Linked DNA regions of Mus musculus: region 1 is linked to region 2. Evidence: chromatin contacts called from public promoter capture Hi-C data. All regions are on one chromosome and are shown on one strand. Each heading gives the region's core, a stretch centred on a gene start, on an enhancer-like site or on the middle of the called end of the contact. The rest is flanking DNA. Distances are from core to core; before and after follow the strand shown.

Region 1 (3,266 bases), core at 760-3,259, 250 kb after region 2:
AGGTCTCTAATCCCAGCTACGCAGGAGACTAAGTCAGGAAGAGTACAAGTTCAAAGCCAGCCTGGGCTACAAGAGTGAGTTCAAGGCCACAATTTAGCTGTCAAGTAAAAGATAACTAAGGGGGGCTGGAGAGATGGCTCAGTGGTTAAGAGCACTGGCTGCTATTCCAGAGATCCTGAGTACAATTCCCAACAACCACATGGTGGCTCACAACCATCTGTAATGGGATCTGATGCCACCTTCTGGTGTGCCTGAAGATAGCAACAATGTACTCACATGCATAAAATAAATCAATCTTAAAAGGCTAAATCTCAGGCTGGTGGGATGGCTCAGCGGTTAAGAGTGCCAACTGCTCTTCCAAAGGTCCTGAGTTCAAATCACAGCAACCACATGGTGGCTCACAACCATCTGTAATGAAATCTGATGCCCTCTTCTAGAGTGTCTGAAGACGGCTACAGTGTACTTACATATAATACATAAATAAATAAATAAATAAATATTTTTTTAAAAAGTTAAATCTCAGTGGTAAAGTACATGCCCTCAGGTCAGTCCCAGGACCACCAGAAACTGGTGCGTCTAGTACAAGTCCTGTTCCTCCTCCTGTGCATCAGAATCAAGCTGGAGCACCGGAGGCTTGCAGAGGGACCACAGCTGTGGCTGTCACCATGGCCATCACCTGTTACAGCATGAGGGCCTTCAGGCACATAGCTGAGTGCCAGCCTAGATGTATATGACAGATGTATTTGACTGGACCTGGGGACTGGTGTTGGGTGTATGTGGGGGGGGGGGGAGGTATTCACATCCTCATCTAGATGCCCCAAGTACCCTACCCCAATTCTTAGAGATGCCCCAAGTACCCTACCCCAATTCTTAGAGATGCCCCAAGTACCCTACCCCAGTTCTTAGAGGGCCCAAAGCCCCTTGGCTTGGAGATAGGAAAGGCATAGCTGAGGTGGCTGAGCATGAAGCCAGGATCCACGTGAGGCTGAGCATGCCAAAGGAGAGCCTGCGTTCAGTCTGCCTAATCCCTTAGCCTTTATACTTCTTGCCATTGGCCTGCACATGCTGACACCTTGACCCTGTATCCCCCTGGAATCAGGAACAGAGACAAGACAGGATGGAGTCAGGATGGAGCTAAAGAGCAGAGGCACTGTCTCAGATGTCTCAGAGAGCAAGGAAAAGAAGTTTGAGAGTGAGGACTTGGGGAGCATCCAGGGGTGTGTGGTCACCCAGAGAGACTCTTGACTGGGGGATGGCCAGAGCAGTAATGGCATGTGGAGCTTCTGAGGGGTAGGTGTAGAAGGTGGGGAGATGGGGGGGGGGGAAGTGAGCCCCTGTGATAGCATGTTCCTGGAGTCTATGGGGGAAGAGAGCCTTGTCACCTTAGAGTGCTGGTGTGATGGCTTCCAGCTTTCTGAGGTGTGGGAGCCAGGGTCTCCCATGTGGGGGTCTCACAAGCCCACTCAACAGAGCGGGCCTTGAGTCCTGGCATCTTGGGATAAAGAGAAAAACCCATTCCACCAGTATCCCACTTGGATACAGTGTCCTTGCTCTCAGCTGGGAGCCTGACCTTGGGTTCTAGGCTGTAGAACCAGAGGGTAAGGTTCATGTTGCCCAAGACGGCTCCTTCCTAGAAGCTGTGTCCCTGGCTCAGGGACTAAGATGCATGCTGAGTCAGCCCTTGTCTGCCTTTCTACTCTGGTGCTACAGTGTGGGTGAGCGCTCAACACTTCCAAGCAGACTCCTTGAGAGCTCACTGCAGGGAGGTGGAAAAATCCAGGGTTCCTTTGGGATTCTGGAAAAAAGGTGGGAACAAGGGGAGGTGATGACAGTGAGGGAGGGAGCTAGGACCAAGGAACAGGGAGGAACCCCCCCACACACACCACTCCACAGAGAACCCAGCAGACTCGTGAGGCAGGCACAAATGGCAAAGGGTGTGTTCTGCACATTCTTTCTGCACATAGACCTGGGCGTGGCCACAGTCCAGACCAATCAAGACAGCATTTGGAGTTAACACAGCCTTTGAGTCCCAAAAGAAACAGAGCCCACACAGTCCCTGGCTAGAAGGGGTGGGGTGGAGGTAGGGAGTTGGTACAGACTCCAAAGGGGACAGGACAGGAAAATCTTTACCTCTGCTACTGATTATCTGTGTCTGGCGAGTTTTTAAGCCACTCAGAGTAGTAAGTTCATTGAGAAAAGCCGCAAGGCTCACTTTCTAGAGAGATGGGCTGTAAAAGCTCATAGCTCTGTAAGGTACAATAACACTGGGAACCTGGGCCCCAGCAGCCCCTCCTTCCTTCCCCTCCAGCCCACCTGCCATGCTACCCAAGGCTGGCTGCCAGCTTGCAGCCTGCTTTTCAGACAACACTGCAAACAGAACTCAGAGATGCTCAGCCTGCCTTCTAAGCTGACCTGTCATGCTGGACCTCTGCCTATAGCCCCAGCCAAGCTTGCTGTCGGGCCAGGCCTATAACCCTCACCTTGGGAAGAAAGTCTGCCTTCTGTCCTCCAGCCTCTCACATTCAGTCTCCTCAGGTACAAGGGGGGACACGTAAGCCAGTTCCTGGGGAGCAATGAGGTACAGGGATCACAGGGGCCCTTGGCTTTTCCCTATGGGAGCTATCTTCTATCCCCCTGAGATGCTTCTAATTGCCTGAGAGCTCTTACCCCAGTGCCACTTGGCACTTCTGCCTTCCTCATATCTGAGAATGGGCTCGAGGCTCCCCTTGCCAAGATCCCATGGCTGCTGGTTGGGAAGCTGGTTCTGGGCTGTGGGGAAGACAGGGAAAAGGGCCCCCAGGCCAGGCCTCAGACTCTTTCAGGAAAAGTACTGCTCACAGTTTTCACCGGGAAGAGGAAACAAGGGTGGGCTCAGACAGGACAACCGAGAGGTTGGAAGTTCTTGACCTGGCAACCAAAGCAGGTAGGGGTAAGCCCCTTCTCTTCCCCTTTCCTCTTCTGTGGGTAGAAACTATTGCCTTCTCTGAGACCACCCAGGAAGTTACACAGGAGTCTACCAGAAGCCACAGTGGCAGGCCTGGATGGTTGCTGAATATGGTTGCCTGCAGTTAGAGCTAGCACGCACCTGCCTCCCTTCTGTGGGGGGCTGCTGTTCCACAGATGCCTCCGTGACATGACCACCCTTTGCCTCCTGAAAATACAAGATGGGGGCCCAGATGTCAGAAGGGAGACACCCACTCCTCCTTCCTAGTGCCCCCCCAGCACTCCTGGCCCCTGGGCCTGCTCCAGAGTGTGGACCCTGGATA
Region 2 (3,470 bases), core at 111-2,610:
TGACACTCAAAATTCCAAAGCTCTGGAAAAGAGCAAGCTTGTGTGCTTTTCTTTTCTTTTTTCCCCCTTCAGGAAAGCGTCCTGGAGCCATCCTAGAGTTCCCAAGAAAATTGGCAGAGCGCTCAGCAGGAAGTCAGGCCCCTCCGATCCAACTGTTGACCAGACTTGCCAAGAGTCTTCCTATCCTGCCGCCTGGGGGCGCCCCCAGCTGGGTCTGCGGCTGCCGCCAGCACTGCTGTTATCATTAAGATAATTAATAAACAAGCACTGGTGGGCCAAGTGGAGGAAGAGGGAGGCTCCTGCTGCTCAGGAGAATCCCTGGAAAGATCCAGTGAGTATGGGACGTCTCACTGGCTAGTTCTTTCTCCCCATCCAGGACCCCTGGAAAGCGCCTGTTGTGGGTTGTCCTCCAGGGGCCAAGAAGAGGTGAGGACAAGAGGAGGACTTGGCAGGTGCGATTTGGAACCAGCTCTGCATCTTCCTGACAGGATGTCTGTGGGCAGGCCACCTCCAGTGATTACTGGTTGTGGAGCAGGCAATTATTCATTCTTTTAACAAGGATCTGCCTATTTATTTATGGAGTGCCTACTGTGCGCAAGGTGGTCTACTAATAATAGCAGATGTTTCACTAGCTAGTATGAAGACAATGCCAATGTTCACACTATGTCCCAGAAGTGGAGGGGTGGAAAGAGGAAGCAAGAAAGAAGAATGATACCCTCGAAAATCACGGTGATTTTGCTTTGGCCTTCGTAGGCTAGCAGTGGGGATGGACACCTAAGAATTACGAAACAGATCTTGGAAAACTCTAGATGGACGACAAACTGGAAAACACTCTGGGAAGATGGGCTGGGGAGAATGGTCTTTCGATAGGAGAATACTTGGCGATTAAAGGTAGGCTACAAAGATCGAAAAAGAAAAAAAAAACTGGGTGAAAAGCTCAAGCAAAGAGGTACAGGGATGCTAGTAGTTTCTCGGGGAGCTGTTCCAGCCGTCTTGGGGACACCTGAGGGTTGCTGTGTCTAGTAGGTGCTTTGTGTTCTGAGAGGGCTGTGTCGGAGTCTGAGGTCAGGATTTAGAACAGTGTTGGGGTGTGGCAGGAGCTTCCAAGAGGGGTTCTGAGGAGAGGATGGGGTGCCCCGCTGGAGACTGGAAAGTATTTGGGGAAGGAGGGGCGTGGCCGGGTGCCTGTCCAGGGAGCGAGGCAGGTCCTCCGCAGCGGCAGCGGAGTGGCCAGGGCGCGGGTCCCGCTGCGCCTTCTGGAGGTGGGCGGGAGGTCGGGCGGTAAGGGCTGAGGTTAGCGCTCGGCTCTCGCCACCGGGGCTGCGCGGGGGAGGGGGAGGGCGGCACGAGCTCCGCGGAGGGCGGGCGGGCGGGCCGGGAGGAGGCGGCGGCTCGCAGAAGAACATGAATCAGCGGCGGCGGCGGCGGCGGCTGTGGAAGGAGCGCGGTGGCCCAGCCGCAGCCCCGGGGACTCCTCGCTGCTGACGGCGGTGGCCGCGGCTCTAGGCGGCCGCGGGTCCGGGACGCCCGGGCCGAGCGCCGCCCCCCGCCCCTCCCGCGGGCCTCCCGCCCCTCCTCCGCCACCCTCCTCTCTGCGCTCGCGGGCCGGGCCCGGCATGGTGCGGCGTCGCCGCCGATGGCGCTGAGGCGGAGCATGGGGTGGCCGGGGCTCCGGCCGCTGCTGCTGGCGGGACTGGCTTCTCTGCTGCTCCCCGGGTCTGCGGCCGCAGGTAGGGGTGGCCCGGGAGGCGGCGGGAAGCGGGGGGCTGCTGAGCCGCACGACTGAGGGGCGCAGCCCGGGGACGGCAGCGGGCGAGACCCGGGCCTGGGCCGGCCAGAGGTTGGGGTCGGTGGCCGGGGCTGGAAGGCCGAGACTAGGACGCAGCGGGTGTTGGCTGCCAGACCTCCGGCCGCGGCCCCCGCCCCCAACTTTCTCGCGCCCGGGGCTGGCTGGGTGCAAAGGAAGGGAGTGGGGGGTGTGGGCAGTCGGGGGTGCTTAGGACTGTATTTTCCCGCCTCTATGTTCCTAGTAGTCTGCTCCCTTTTCCCCAGTCCTAAGGACCCATTCTGCCTTCCGCACACCCCCGAGGTCCCACTTTGAAACTACAGGATCTGGGTTTGAGCACCCAGGGTTGTGAAGGTGCTGGATTCTAAAATACCTCTGCCCGTACTCTAGTTCCTGTGGCCCTTGGCGCTCCCGGAAACCCGAATGTTGAGTAGCTTGGGTTGGGTGAAGGTTACTGCTTCTTGTGAAGATTAGCTTTACGTTGCCACACAGCCACAGAGGCATTTCCCCGAGGCAGGAGGGCAGCACCTTTGCCTTCAAGTTCACACGCACACATCAGGGTGCAGAGGGGTGTGAAGCTATGTCTCCTTGTCCTGTGAGGGTGAGTGGGAAGGGTAGAGAGACAGGCGCCCCCCCCCTCCCCCGGCAGCAGCCATCCAACAAGCATTTCTTAAAAACTGAGTTCTTTGCCACATTAGCCTTGAAAGGAAAGGAAGCTAAAGAGTGGAAAGTATATGCAGGCTCCGAGGTGCGTATCAGATGCTCAGAGAGCCCAGGAATTTACCTAGGGTTACACAGTAAGGAGCAGAAAGAACAGGTCTGGATTTCCTTTATGCAGATTCTTCACCTGCCCATCTGTTTAATACATGCCAGGAGGGTGTGTGTGTGTGGGCGTGTGTTTGTGTGTGTCTACCCTTGCCTGAAGAGGGTAAGATTTTAATAAGTGGGCCCTGTTGATGCCACAGTAGCTCCGGGGTCTTGGGGCTTCTGCTTAGGGCCCCACCCCTCCCTTCTGCCTCCCGTCTTCCTAGCACCCGCCCCAGCACACATTCAGGTATTAATAGAGCAGGCGGCTGCCAGGAAGGCTGCCATGTGTTTGATCTGACGTGGTTTTGTAGCCATATGTTCTCCACTTCAGGGGAGCATTCCCTCCTTCCCTCTTCTCAACCTCCCTTCGTTTTACAGGGTGGAGTCAGGGATACTAGCAGCAGTTCGTGGGCTTGACTGACACCCTGGGCAGAGAGCTGGCAGCCTGTTGCACTGGTTGGGTAGAGCAGTCATGCCCAGGACAGTGCCTGCTCAGGGAGGTTCAGCTAGGTTTGCCTTCTGGTGATTGGGCAATAGGGAGGGAGCTATGGGGAAGAAGTCTTTGGTGCTAAGGGAACTGAGTGATACCAGAAAACTAGAAGTCTTGTCATACCCAGTCTCACAGCCTGGGTTCAGGCTACCATCCTTCCAACAGAATCCTGCCTCTTGCTTCCTTGGTGCTGTCTGAGAGTGAATCTTCTAGCATAGACAACTGTTTTTCAGAAGAGAATGAAGGGGGGATGTTCCCAGAAATGAGGGCTATTTCAGTCGTACTGACACATCCCCTTTCCCATCCTGCAGGCCTGAAGCTCATGGGCGCCCCAGTGAAGATGACCGTGTCTCAGGGGCAGCCAGTGAAGCTCAACTGCAGCGTGGA

What was found. Promoter capture Hi-C pulls out the DNA fragments that hold promoters and counts their contacts.
Region 1: a contact with region 2 is called in a promoter capture Hi-C map of embryonic stem cells, with 2.8 times the contacts expected there. The contact joins the enhancer-like site here to the promoter of Tyro3 in region 2. A contact is called at or near these places in 4 of 39 promoter capture datasets (embryonic stem cells, erythroid cells, liver and 1 more), 1 of 484 Hi-C or Micro-C datasets (erythroblasts), 2 of 115 datasets of contacts at active chromatin or transcription factors (embryonic stem cells and large pre-B cells) and 4 of 9 other capture datasets (adipose tissue, embryonic stem cells, macrophages and 1 more).

Annotation. Positions count from the first base shown.
Region 1 is chr2:120,042,517-120,045,782 of GRCm38.p6, forward strand. It overlaps Sptbn5 (spectrin beta, non-erythrocytic 5), which reads right to left. Exons shown (of 67, transcript NM_001370938.1): 64 at 3,086-3,151; 65 at 2,668-2,769; 66 at 2,481-2,563. Pla2g4b (phospholipase A2, group IVB (cytosolic)) reads left to right here. Exons shown (of 20, transcript NM_145378.4): 20 at 1-517. Gm28042 (predicted gene, 28042) reads left to right here. Exons shown (of 27, transcript NR_104353.1): 27 at 1-517. Among named protein-coding and RNA genes, the nearest start is that of Gm52559, 6.4 kb to the right of the region's middle. Within about 2 kb of position 2,010, at least 59 of the 459 cell types and tissues checked have an H3K27ac peak or open chromatin away from gene starts, as enhancers often do. A contact at or near this core is called in embryonic stem cells, where this site is marked.
Region 2 is chr2:119,798,154-119,801,623 of GRCm38.p6, forward strand. Tyro3 (TYRO3 protein tyrosine kinase 3) reads left to right here and starts at 1,361. Exons shown (of 19, transcript NM_019392.2): 1 at 1,361-1,730; 2 at 3,395-3,470. The coding sequence starts at 1,637.